2 separate regions of the Mus musculus genome follow, and region 1 is linked to region 2. The links are chromatin contacts, called in public HiChIP or PLAC-seq maps. All regions are on one chromosome and are shown on one strand. The core of a region is the stretch at or near the end of the contact, and the rest is flanking DNA. Distances in the headings are between cores, read along the strand shown. Region 1 holds the start of Nnmt (nicotinamide N-methyltransferase). Region 2 holds the start of Rbm7 (RNA binding motif protein 7).

Region 1 (6,468 bases), core at 2,212-4,711, 110 kb after region 2:
GCAGAAGGACTTCTCCTATCTCATTCTATGTTCTGGCCTAAGAGCTAGTATTATGGGGTGCATCACAGTTGTTCAACCTAAGTTGGTTGGATGGATGAGTATGAGTAGGTAGGTGGGTGGGTGGATAAATAGATGAACAGGTGGGTGGGTGGATGGATATATGTGTGGGTGGAGAGGTGAATAAATTGATTGATGGATGAATCGATGGGTGAGTGGGAAGATGAATGAGTGGATGGACAGACAGATAAATGGATGGATGGATGAATGGACAGATGAATAAATGGATGGATGAAATGATGGATAGATGGACAGATAAATGGGTGGATGGATACATGGATGGATGGATACATGGACGGATACATGGACGGATGGATGGATGGATACATGGATGGATGGATGGATGGATAGGTGGGTGGATGGGTGAATGGATTGACAAAAAGATGAGTGGGTAAGTAGATGGATAAATGGATGGATGGATGGATGGATGGATGGATGGATGGATGGATGGATGGATATGTGGGTGGGTGAATGGATTGACAAAAAGATGAGTGGGTAAGTAGATGGATGGATGGATGGATGGATGGATGGATGGATGGATGGATGGACAGATGAATGGATGGATAGATGCTAGTTCCTTTAAACATTAACCAAGAAGCACTAGCTTTTCAGAACCTTCATCTGAGTATCTGTGCCCCAATAGAGAATTATTTGATTCAGAAATCAAGAAGTCAATCCTATTGCAATAGCTATTAAAAATAAATAAAATGTAATATTTAATATTATTTTATTAATGTATTTATTAATAAATATAATATATAAATTCAAAATGAATTTTGCTAAAACAAGCCAATGATCTTTACACTGAAAACATCAATGGAGAAGAATAGTGCAGACACCATCAAAATGGAAAGATCTGTTCGCTGATCTGAAGAATCAAGATCATGAATATGTCCATACTACCCAAAGCAATTAGTGTAGCCAATGCCATTCCTCTTAAAATACTAATGACAGGACTAGAAAACAATTCTAGAATTTTTAGGCAACCGTACACACAAAGCCCAAATAGCACCAAGAAAATATCAGAAATCACACACTACTTAGCTTCAACAACAGCAGCAGCAGCAGCAACAACAACAACAAAAAAACTATATCATCAAACCAGCAAAGTCTTTCCACAAAACATCACCAGCCAGAGAACACAGAATAATGGAACAGAATAGACAGTATAGGACTAAGCCATGAATCTGCAGCCAGCTGGTTTTCAATAAAGATGCTAAGAGGACACACTGGAGAAAGGACAACCTCTGTGACAAGCACTTTACCCACTGACCGTCTCCCAGATCCTAAAGATTCTAACTTTATAGATGGTAAGTAATGAATTCTTTCCCCATAATTGCTTCAGGTTATTTCTGTTGGCTAAAAAAATACATCTGCCAGTGTTTTGCTGTTTCCGGTGGTGTGGGCATTAGGCATTAGCCACCACCTTTGTGTTGGATGACTGGTAACCAAATAGTACTCTGGTGGTACATCTGACAACCCAGCTATTCTCCTGAGCCCTCATCTTCTATCCCGAGTTCCCTTTGGTCTTTGAGTTTCTTTTGCATTTTTCATCTGGATCTTAGTGGTAGTTTGGGCTGATAGAAACATGCAGGTCCCTTCAGAAAGTTGAAGAGCAGATACTCATTCCTCTACCTGTTGCCTTCAAGATCACACACATAGGTGACCACTGGGGACCAGTCAAAGGCTCCTGGTTCCTTCTTCAGCCATTTCTGCAGCTCCCAGAGGTTCTGGTCTGTGTAGTCAGAGACAATGATCTCCGTGAAGGACTCACAGGCAGAGAGAAGCTGATAGATGGTGGGGCCAGAGCCAATGTCAATCAGGAGTTCTCCTTTTACAGCACCTAGGACAGAAGAGGGGCAGGGAATCAGGCATCAAAAGGGAACAGGCAGAGCTGAAGTTATAGTGTCTTTACTGGGATTGTGCCATTTTTGTTGTGGTGGTGGTGGTGTTGTCGTTGTTGTTGTGTAACAACTGATTTTAAGGCCTGGAGTGATGGTCCAGAGATGAGGGCCAGCATTCAGGTCCCAGAACCTGTGTAACAAGTCAGGCATCTCACAAATACCTATGCTCCCATCTCTGAGAGGAGCAGAGAGGAGAGGCTCTCTGAGGCTTTCTGGCTTCCAGTCTAGTCAACACACAAGCCCCAGGTTTAGGAGGGGACGCTGCCCCACAAGAATAGGTGGAGAGAGTGATGGAAGCATACATCTGGTGCCCTCTTCTGGCCCCATGCATGTACCTGCATAGACCATGTACACATATGCTTAGATGTATATATATTAAAATTTAAAACACTGAGATTAATTAATAATCAAATCACCCAGTTCTTAATATTGGGGGGTCCTTTACTTCATGAGTAAACAAACATTCCTTTCAAATAAGAGTAGAATTAAACTTTCCTTTCTTACTTCTTTCCTTCCTTCCTTCCTTCCTTCCTTCCTTCCTTCCTTCCTTCCTTCCTTCCTTCCTCCCTCCCTCCCTCCCTCCCTCCCTCCCTCCCTCTCTCTCTCTCTCTCTCTCTCTCTCTCTCTCTCTCTCTTTCTTTCTTTCTTTTTTTGGACAAGATCTCATTCTTTAGACCAGGCTAGCCTGAAAAATCACTCTGTAGTCCAGGCTGTCCTCATGGAGATGATGAGCCAAATTCCATCATGTCTCAGCTCCGTGTACCAGCCCAATGCTCTCCTGGCCCCTCCTCCAGAAGCAGGGAGTCACCCTGTGAAGTTAGCTTTTGGAGTCTTAGAGCTGCCAATCTTCCTTTCTTGAGTCCTGTGACCCCCCCCCACACACACACCCAACTCTCTTAGAATCTCTAAACTGTGAGATGAGGTGAAATGGCTCCTTCAAGTCACCTAGAAAAGTCACTGTAGCTACAAGGACAGCACTCAGGCCCACTGGCCTCCATTTTCACAACCATACAAAAGACAATGGACATAAAATAACTTTGTAAACTGTAAAATAGCTAAGCCAACATTAACTTTTATTTTCATTGAACAAATAAGTGATTCCAAGAGACTGTCTAATAGTGGACACAAGTCCAGTCGTCCCCCAAGACACAATGTTACTCATATTTAGACAGACAAACTTACCCAGGCAGAATATCTTAAAAAGATTTTTCAGCAGATGTCTGAGGATCTCGTTTTCTGCACAGTGTCTGGACCCAAAGCTGTAATATTTTTCCAAGTAATCCCGAGGATTAAAATGACTTAGATAAGTGTCCTTGGAGGTGAAGCCAGATTCCATCGTGTCTCAGCTCCGTGCACCAGCCTGATGCTCTCCTGTCCCCTCCTCCAGAAGCAGGGAGTCACCCTGTGAAGTTGGCTTTTGGAGTCTTAGAGCTGCCAATCTTCCTCCAGCTCGGCCCATCCCTTAGAGACAGATGTTTGCTAAATACTGACAGTGAAATAGACTGCAGACGTTCAGGCTATTCCAGGAAGTGATGAAATTCCTGGAGAAGGGAGCTTAGGAGAAGAGGGGAGTGGCAGGGGGAGGACCATGAACTCCATGCAGCCCTCTGACCAGTGGTGCAGGTCAGAGGCAAACCTGCAGAAGCCCTGAGTCCAGAGAGACGGGTCATCTCCAAACAATCCAGTAGTCTGCTTGTTCTTGCAAGGATTCTCCCTGGAGGGTCAGGGAAGAGTCCCACCGAATGGTTTCAGTTTGAACAAACAAAAAAAAAGAAAAGGGAATGTGGGGTAAGGAAACGAGCTCATGGCTAAGGAATGTTGGCTAGAGAAAAATAATCTCGGATGGAGTCTGGAAAGATTAATTTTTAAAACATGGACATTGTCTTCCTAGATACAGTATGGTGGCTACCCTCTTGAGCACACTGCAGTCATGGTTACTTGCACAAGGCCAAGCTCACATGCCAACATGCCAGCACCACTAGGACTCAATGAGTTCTAAAGCTGTGAGGGGTCGTGAATGTAGAAGGAGGGAGGATGTGTGATAGTGTAAGAGATAGCCGGGGATGGGTATACTCGTGATGCACAGTGAGAATGTACGAAACTGCCAAAGTATAATCAAAAGGTTCTATAAAAAAAAAAGTCTGAACATCAGATTAATCAATCAAAAACATGGTTAAGGGCTGAAAACATAACTCAGTTGGTAGAATGCTTGCCCGCCATGCGTTTGGCCCGAGGCTTGCTCACCAGCACTGCACAAATCTGCCATGGTGCTGCCTGCATGTAGTTCCAGCACTTAGCACTAGGAGTCAGAACTTCAGGCTCAGCCTTGGCTCCATACATAGCAAGTTCAAGGCCCACCCAATGCAGCTGTGCCTTGCTCCCACCTCTGCCCCTGCTCTGCACTCCCCCAAGTTTCCTGCCACTGCCACTGCCACTGAATTCAAACCCTGACAGTTCTTTCAAAGTAAGCTCCAAGAAACCTCAATTTCCTTACAGAGTTCCTCCCGTTTCCATTCCTGGGCTCACAACTGCCAATTAGAATTCACCCTGCCCAGCCAAACCCTTCATTCTTGTGCCAGCATATATTTGTTCCTGGATTTGCCTGTCAGTTATTTTTCTCACAGCTATTATGGAGGTGATGCGCTGACCAGTAGACGAGGGGCTGTGCCTTGAGTCTGTTTTCCCTGCTCTACGCCCTGAGTTGCTTCACAGAGTTGTTGCTCAAAATAGTGTTTGATTAACCAGCCGGAGATGTTGCACCAAATGCGAAAGCAGTAAGTTCCTGGCATCCCACGGGTCATGATTAAGCAAGAGCTCTTTGGTTACAAGGCATAAAAACTCACCCAGAGAATCTCCACTAAGGTTGGGAATGGAAGGTGCCCACAGTTACATAGTTAGACCCCGTCTCAAAAAAATAATTTTTTGGTTGATATTATAATTAAAACAAATTACAGGAAATCTAATGGGTTGATAAAACAAAAGTGAATAAGGACAACAACAAAAGCCAGGTAGCTTAGTTATTTTCCCTTGTTTCTATGACCTTTTGCCTGTCTTTGTGGGGCTAGATGCCTCTATTCTCTGCACATCAGCTTCTCTTCCTCATCTACTGAATGCATCTGCATTCTGCCCTTTGCAAAGGGTCAAGGGCCATGTTCCCTACATCCATCGTCAGGAATGAGAGTAGGATTCTAGCATCTCATTTACTCACGAAGGAAGGAATGCCTCCTGATTTGTCTGATGCACAGATATTTAAATGATAATAAGATTCTACATCTAGTTTTAGGCCAATGCATTATAAAAAATTAGGTTTATAAGTTCCTTAGTAAAGGTATAACACCTACAAATTTCAAATAATGCTATACGTAATAAATAAATTAACCTGAAGATTACATTCAGTCCTGGAGAGGTGACTCAGGTCAGCTTGCCTACAAATCCAACAATCTGAGAACAACCCCCAAAGCCCAGGATGGACAGAGAGAACCAATTCCCTCAATACATCCTCTGACCTCTTTGGAATGAACACACGCACACGCATGCACACAAGAAAAGGAAGGAAGAAAAGATTAAACTATATTCACACACAATTCTTCAGCAACTACGCTTATAAGCTTAGGAAAAATCCAAATACCGTGGTGATTTGCAAAAAGGAAATATTACAAACTAAAAATTACTCTGGGAAAAATTCTAAATTAAGCCAGGTAGTGGTGGCGCATGCCTTTAATCCCAGCACTTGGGAGGCAGAGGCAGGCGGATTTCTGAGTTAGAGGCCAGCCTGGTCTACAAAATGAGTTCCAGGACAGCCAGGGATACACAGAGAAACCCTGTCTCGAAAAGAAAAAAGAAAACCACTAAAATTTCTGTGGTGCTTAATACGTCCCAAGAACTGCCTGCAGCATCTACACATGTTACTCACCCTGACAGCAGTTGTGTGAGTTAGGACTGTCACCTCCATGTCAGCATGTGAGGAGACTGAGGCACAGGCATGCTTCAGCGACTCGGCCACCGCCCTGTTTTAGATCTGTCCGAATTCAAAAGCCTGTTTCCATGACAACTACACGACAAGCAAAGCAGTTTATGCCTGTGACTCACAACAGTCTAACAATTAAAATTCAATGAGTACTAGCCACCACATTTGCACATTACAGGGGAAATGACTGGATTTATTCAATAGATGCAAAAGAAAGCTAAAATCCAGTGTCTATCCACAATAATAACTTTTCTCACATTAAGGATACAGTGCGGCTTCCTTGAACCACTGATAAATATTATGCACAGACATTTTGCTGAATGATCATGCATTTGAAAGCTTTTTCTTTGACATAAGATCAGATACATGTGTTAACAATTATAAGGGTTGTTTGTTTTTGAGATAGGGTCTCACTATGCAGACCTGGCTGGCCTAGACCTTGCTATGTAGACTAGGCTAGCCCTGAACTCATATATATTATATGAGTTATATTGGGATTAAAGGCATGCACAACTACATCCTACAATAGTTATCAATAAT
Region 2 (6,452 bases), core at 2,471-4,970:
TATGTGTCCAGATGCTAAGAAGAGCAAAAAGTACAGTTTACTTTATGCCAGGGTATTAAAACGATCCACTCTAGCCTATGATCAAAGCTAAAAGTGTAGCTAGCACACCTCCTCAACCCTCCCAAGAAACTCCAGGGAAAGTCTTTGTGCCACTTAGGATACCTTTGACTATGTTATGTGAAAATGGCTGAAGACACCTTTGTTTAAACACCACTAATTAATTTTAGCTGGCAAAACAAGGACACTGTTTTTCTACTACTGCTTTCGAGAATTCCTCCTTCCAAGAGCTCCTTCACTGCAGCCACCCAGTTCTCTCCAGCCTTGGCAGTGCCTTCACCCAAACCAGCCTTGGTCCAACAGCCCTGCAAGGCTGCTGCCTATAGTTCTTACTGAACTTTCACTATTGTCCCTTCTAATGCACTCTTACTCTTCCCTACTGTAACCCAGTACTCTAACCCTGGAACTTCCCACCATTACCTTACTTAATGCTTCCCTCCTCTTTAGGACGAGCCTTGATTGTAGCCCTAGCAGCTTACTCAGCCTCTGTGCACTTCCTCCAACTTCCCACTGCTCTCACTGTACTGGCTTCTTTCTGTTCGTCATCCATCTTGCATCGACTCAGGCTGTTAAAATCCTCTCAAAGCACTTTCTACTCCCCCCCCCTTGAGAGCTAATTATAGTAATCCATCTAGATTTGAAGCTCCACCAGGCAGTGTATCATATTGTGGCTCGATCATACCACCTAGGTTTGTCTCCACGCACTACTTACAAGCAGTTCAAATTTGGGCAAGTTAACCTCCATTCCCTACTTTCTGCACCAAAAAGTAGAGTTAAGTAAATCCAACTTCATACAGTTGCTTCGACAAATAATTGAGATCATACATGGAAAGGCTCTGATGGGGTAATCAATACATGACAGCTATGTGTTCAATTTTCCTTTTCCTTTTTTCTTTTCTTTTTTTTTTTTTTGTTTTTTTTTGTTTTTTTGAGACAGGCTTTCTCTGTATAGCCCTGACTGTCCTGGAACTCACTTTGTAGACCAGGCTGAACTCAGAAATCCGCTTGCCTCTGTCTCCTGAGTGCTGGGATTAAGGCGTGGGCCACCACGCCCGCCTTGTTCAATTTTTCTTAAGTGAAATCGATTTTTGAATGGGCATATTATGGCTCTACAGAATTTACAAACAAAACCAAAAATCTATATGTATATATCAGCACGAAAGCAAACAAACTGAGTTAGGTAAATACTGTACTATCTCTAACCTTCAATAGCTACAGGGATTTCAGAGCTCATTTTATTCATCTTTCTTTCCTTGCAAAGGACAGGACCAGAGAAATTAAGCTAAAGACTCAGTTGGCAGAGAGAGATCTACACTCCAGTTCTATTAAGTCAGCCCACTAAGCACTTGGTGATCTTAAAAGGCAGGAAAGAACTACTAGCAGTGATAAGGTTACTACAGAGGTAATTGGAAACTTTAACACTTTGGGGAGTAAGATACAGTATAGTACTGTTGTAATAAATAACATTTCTTGTTTCAAGTCCATTCATGGGCATGTGGGTAGGACATGAGTATGCATGTTACCAATGTATATATAAAAGTTCTACTTAATTTAGTGCAAAAGAACCACATAATCTATCTGCCTCCAGTTTCCTTAGAAAACAAGCATTCCATGAATCTAGCACAGGCAGCAACCCAACAGCAGAACCATCATGAAGGAAGCTGTTCACTGGTGCACTCTAAGGTCTTGACCTCAGAAATTTTCTGATCAATGACTTTAATAGTGAATGAGAAACAGTACCTGTTAGGAGATGTGGAGGTTGGGCTTAAATTTCCAACATGATGCTGGGGATATGACACACTGGCATCCTGAGAGGCGTGACTGCTTCCTAAAATGAAGCAATTTCAAAAATTCTAGTTGAAAACCAAAAAGCCCAACAATAATTTGAAATGTTCCTTCCTATCTAAATTACTCCAAAAGAGATAAACAGCTTAAAAGCAACACCAACTCCCCGCAAACTAAACTCAAATTGCTATGAACTGCCTCACAGTTTCTTAAGTACATAACAGCAGAAATGCAAAAGAAAGCATTTCAAACATGATACTACTTTAAGAAGAAACAGCCAACCTGGCCACAGGAAATAGCAAAATTTAAAGTATTTCCATCATAATTAATTCCCTACTCCCTAATTTTTAAAATATTAGTCTGGTATAGAGTTGACACCTACAAACCCAGCACTTGGGAGGTATACCCAGAGGACCAAGAGTTCAAAGCTACACATGCCTTACACAGTGAGTCTGAAACTAGCCTAGAAATACCCCAAACCCTGATTCAAAAACCAAACGGAATAGTAAAGTGAAAGCAAAAGAAGCCAAAAACCCTCTCCCTATTACCACAATACCGAGCCATTACCTGATCTAAACTGAATTTTGATAGGCCTCCCGAAAAGTTTGATTCCGTTGAGCAGATTCATGGCATAGGGAACAGACACTTCATGTTTGAAGTTCACGAATGCAAACTGCTTCAGTTTGCCATCTTTATCTTTCGGGATTTTCACTTTTATTACCGGCCCAGCCTGCGAAGAAAAATATTCAGAACTTAAAACGAGGCAATTTCAGGAAGACATTTAAATTTCAGAAATAAATGGAAATGCAAGCCTGTCATGGTGGCACATGCCTGTATGGTCAGATGTCAGGAGATGCAGGCAGGAGGACCAGCTCTAAGTCAGCCTCGGAGTTCCAGGGCTACCAAGAAATACTATATGGCTCTCTGCCTCAAATACTATAAAGAAGAGAACACAAGTTTTAAACAAAAGGTACATAATCAAGACCTCATCAAAAACAAAATGTCCAGGCAGGGGCTGGACATCTACTTTCCTTTTAGGAAGAATAATTCTAGTTCCGACTGAAACCGAGATTTGGGGCAAGTTTTTTCGGACATTATTTGTAATATTGACAAAGAATGGGAAGTACAGTATAAAATCTCCATCTCACATGACTGTGTGATGTCCTAACAATGTAACCAACAGCTATCATTTTCCCACTGCATGGAAACGAACATTTACAAGGCAAAGTGGATTATTTTGATTACAAAAACCAAAAACAAAACAAACAAACAAAAAAAAAAAACCTTCCGCACCTATTACTCAAATATAACCAACTATTGAGTCTTAAAGCAAGAAGGTACAGGACTGGTAGATTTAAGCATGCCAGTCCTGCTTTCCTGCGTTATGTTTATGGAGTTTTTAAAACACTTTAACGTCTGCAATTTCACACGGAAGTTAAGCGGATAGACTCGGAAACACATCCTGCACGATGCGGCAAAGGCCAATGAACTCAAATGGGAAGGCACGGTACACAGGAAAGAGGAAAGCAAGTACTGAGGTTCCACCTCGGATCCCTGGACTTTTCCAAGGTGGAGACGCAGATGTCCCCATCATCCGACGTCACTTTCGGCCCGAACGCCGCGGAATTCCGGCTCGGCGCGCTCCGCTCCTTGGCCCGGCCTGTGAATGCCACAGCCGCCCTAGGACCGTGCCCGCCCCTTACCTGGTGGAACAGCTCGAAGAGGAGCTCCTCTGTCACCTTCGTCTCCAGGTTACCCACGAACAGAGTGCGGTCGGCCTCTGCGGCCGCCGCCCCCATCTCCGCGCTGTTCCAGTCCCAGGCCTAGGCTGCCTGCTCAGGGCCGACCGACCCTACTGCGCACCCTCAGAAACACTCACGTCCTCCCGTTCAGACGTCACGACGTAAAGGCCCGCCGTGCGCGAGCGCAGACGAGCTACGCACGCGCGCGGGACAAGCGCCCGTTTCCGGCGGCTGCTCCTTCCGCCGTTGCGTGAAAAATGGCTACTGGGGTTGGTAACGGTTGCGTCTGACGCGGGCTGGAGTGACCTGCGGCGCCGCCGAGGGCCCAGTTTGATCGACATACGTCTAGCAAACACTGCAGGCGGTGTTTGAAGATGGCCCAGAACTCGGTGTCGCTGTCCGCCGGCGATCAAGCCAACAGGATGGCCCACCGATCCTCCCAAGGAGATCTCAACCCGTCGGCCATGGCTTGGGCAATGGTCTCCGGAGATAGCTTCCTGGTTACTAGGCTGGATCCGAATCAGCCGGGACCTCGGCCACCAGCGCGACCCAGCGTTCGGGCCGACAGACGTCGAGTCCCTGTCGGTGGCCGCAGCCGGAGCCGAAGCCGCCAAGGCAGATTCTCGCCTTACCCGATCCCAGGCGTCAAGCTCGACCTCTTAAGAAGTGTGCTGCAGCAGCGTCTGGTTGCACTGGGAACTGCTCTCGCAACCCGAATCTCAGCGTAGAACGAATGCCTCCCCTCACTTAGCTTACAAACAAGGCCTCTCCAAAAATCATGTCTTGGTGTGACGGCAGTTTTATTCTTACGCATTTTCACCGATGTGGGCGGTTAATATAGGCTACCAAAGAAAAGTTTAGCCGGGCATAGTGACACACATTTTTAATCTCAAGACTCGGAAAGCAGGCTCTGAGTTACAGGCTAGCCGTTTGTTACATAGTCGAGGGGCTTAATATCCATCCATGTGGGGCCAAGAAGAGGCCAGGAGGGCTTTTCTTAAGTAGTCACAAAGCTAGGTGACTAGTTGTGAATGATGTAGAGTCTTATAGTGCAGACTTGCCGTGTATTAAGGATGGTCTTGAACTCCCCCTTGCCTGGGCCTCCCAGGTGCTGGTGTTTACAGGCGCGAGCCATACACCAGGCTTGAGTAAGCTGCTCAGTATGGAATCCAGCTGTGTCTGAGTTCTACAATCCTCCCTGATTCTCTGGGGCTTCTAATTTAAGCCTCTCTACCCGTGACTACCCTTGAATTCATGTTGAGGAAAAATGTCCTTTATCACATTGCCATTCCCCACCACCTAACTACACCCCCCTTCTGTTTTGTTTTGTTTTGTTTTAGAAATATCTATAGACTCCCAATCTTTGGGGGTGGAGTGTCTCATTTTGTACCTCTGACTATCTTGAAGTTGACAGACATGACTGCCTCTGCCTCCCAAGTGCTGGGATTAAAGGCATGCTCCACCAGGTCTGGTCAGACTCCAATTTTTTTTTTTTTTTAAAGATTTATTTATTATATGTGAGTACACAGTAGCTGACTTCAGACACACCAGAAGAGGGCACCAGATCCTATTACAGATGGTTGTGAGCCACCATGTGGTTGCTGGGAATTGAACTTAGGACCTTCAGAAGAGCAGTCAGTGCTCTTACTCACTGAGCCATCTCACCAGCCCCCAGACTCCAATCTTAAACATACTAAAAACAAGTACTTTTCCAAGTTAAGCCAAATGTACAGCATACTTTTCCAAAGACTTCAAATGAACATTTGCATGGGCCATATTATTTAATCAACTCCCAACTTTATTAGTGTGAATCTACTGTCACAAAATATGCTGGTGGGACCTAAGTCAATCACTGTCACTTGACATTTGTTTTCTGCTCACTGTGATCACTTGGTATCTTTTGTTTTTATCAATCTTAGAATGATTTTATACTGAAATGCCCTTGCTGTGTTGCCCAGGTTGCTCTAGAACTGGAAATCCTGCGTAAGGGTCCCCAGTGATAGGTGTGTACCCAACAGCAGGTGAACTTCATACATCAAGAGCCAGAAGTGCATTCTGGATGGAGAAGCTAATAGGTAACAGCCACACTAGACCTTATTAGGGAGAGTAATGCCACTCTTTATTAAGCGGTAAAGATGGCTTCCCATGTTAACTGTGTTCTGGTTCTCTTAAGTGGCTGATCATTCCTATGCTATTTTCCCTTAACCATGTATTCCCCTAAGTGGTATTGGGAGGAAGTTTGTGGATTTTTGTTTTGTTTTCAGACCCTTGTCTCCTTGGACTTACTTAAAATGAGATAAAGCAGACTGCCACATGCTGCACTGGGATTTTTAGAACCACATCTGCAGAGGAAAATGTAGTGGACATATAGAAGACTGGAAATTGTGACAAAGGGAAGATACTGGCAATATTAGCTACTTTTAATTGAGTGTGGCATTGTGCTAGAGGGTGTTGCTCAGTAGGGTGAGCTGATTGAATTCTGTGCTTGCTGTTGCCTGGATCAGGCACTTAGAATTAAGTAGTGTACAAGGTAGATAGGTGGCTTTGCTCACATGGCGCTTTACACTGTGTTACTTGATTACCACACCAGCCTGTAAGAAGGATACTGTACTTTAATTTCTTTGCTGGGTAGTCTGAAAGTGAGGGGGATTCTCCAAGGTCTTTTAGCTGAGGCTCTTTGAAACTTGCAACACAGACACCCACTTACAGTAGCTACTACCCCAGATAACTAAAAGGAAGTTAGCAGAGCTTTAATCAAAACAAATGATTGAGGAAAGAAGTCCACATGTACACTATGGGTAGGGATAGTGAGGTGAAGCTGGAGGAAGAGTGCAGTCCTGTCAGGAAAGGCCACCTCAAGGCACTAAG

Evidence for each region. HiChIP or PLAC-seq counts read pairs in DNA pulled down with a chosen protein or histone mark.
Region 1: a contact with region 2 is called in an H3K27ac HiChIP or PLAC-seq map of embryonic stem cells, with 8 read pairs. The contact joins the promoter of Nnmt here to the promoter of Rbm7 in region 2. A contact is called at or near these places in 7 of 39 promoter capture datasets (3T3-L1-derived adipocytes, cancer-associated fibroblasts, liver and 3 more), 6 of 484 Hi-C or Micro-C datasets (cardiomyocytes, embryonic fibroblasts, embryonic stem cells and 2 more), 10 of 115 datasets of contacts at active chromatin or transcription factors (bone marrow-derived macrophages, embryonic stem cells and stem cell-derived neural progenitor cells) and 4 of 9 other capture datasets (adipose tissue, liver, macrophages and 1 more).

What each region holds. Positions count from the first base shown.
Region 1 is chr9:48,601,662-48,608,129 of GRCm38.p6, forward strand. Nnmt (nicotinamide N-methyltransferase) reads right to left here and starts at 3,462. Exons shown (of 3, transcript NM_010924.3): 1 at 3,144-3,462; 2 at 1,693-1,900. The coding sequence starts at 3,297.
Region 2 is chr9:48,491,610-48,498,061 of GRCm38.p6, forward strand. Rbm7 (RNA binding motif protein 7) reads right to left here and starts at 3,721. Exons shown (of 5, transcript NM_144948.5): 1 at 3,546-3,721; 2 at 2,410-2,572; 3 at 1,798-1,885. The coding sequence starts at 3,641. Gm5617 (predicted gene 5617) reads left to right here and starts at 3,734. Exons shown (of 1, transcript NM_001004191.3): 1 at 3,734-4,366. The coding sequence starts at 3,959. The coding sequence ends at 4,312.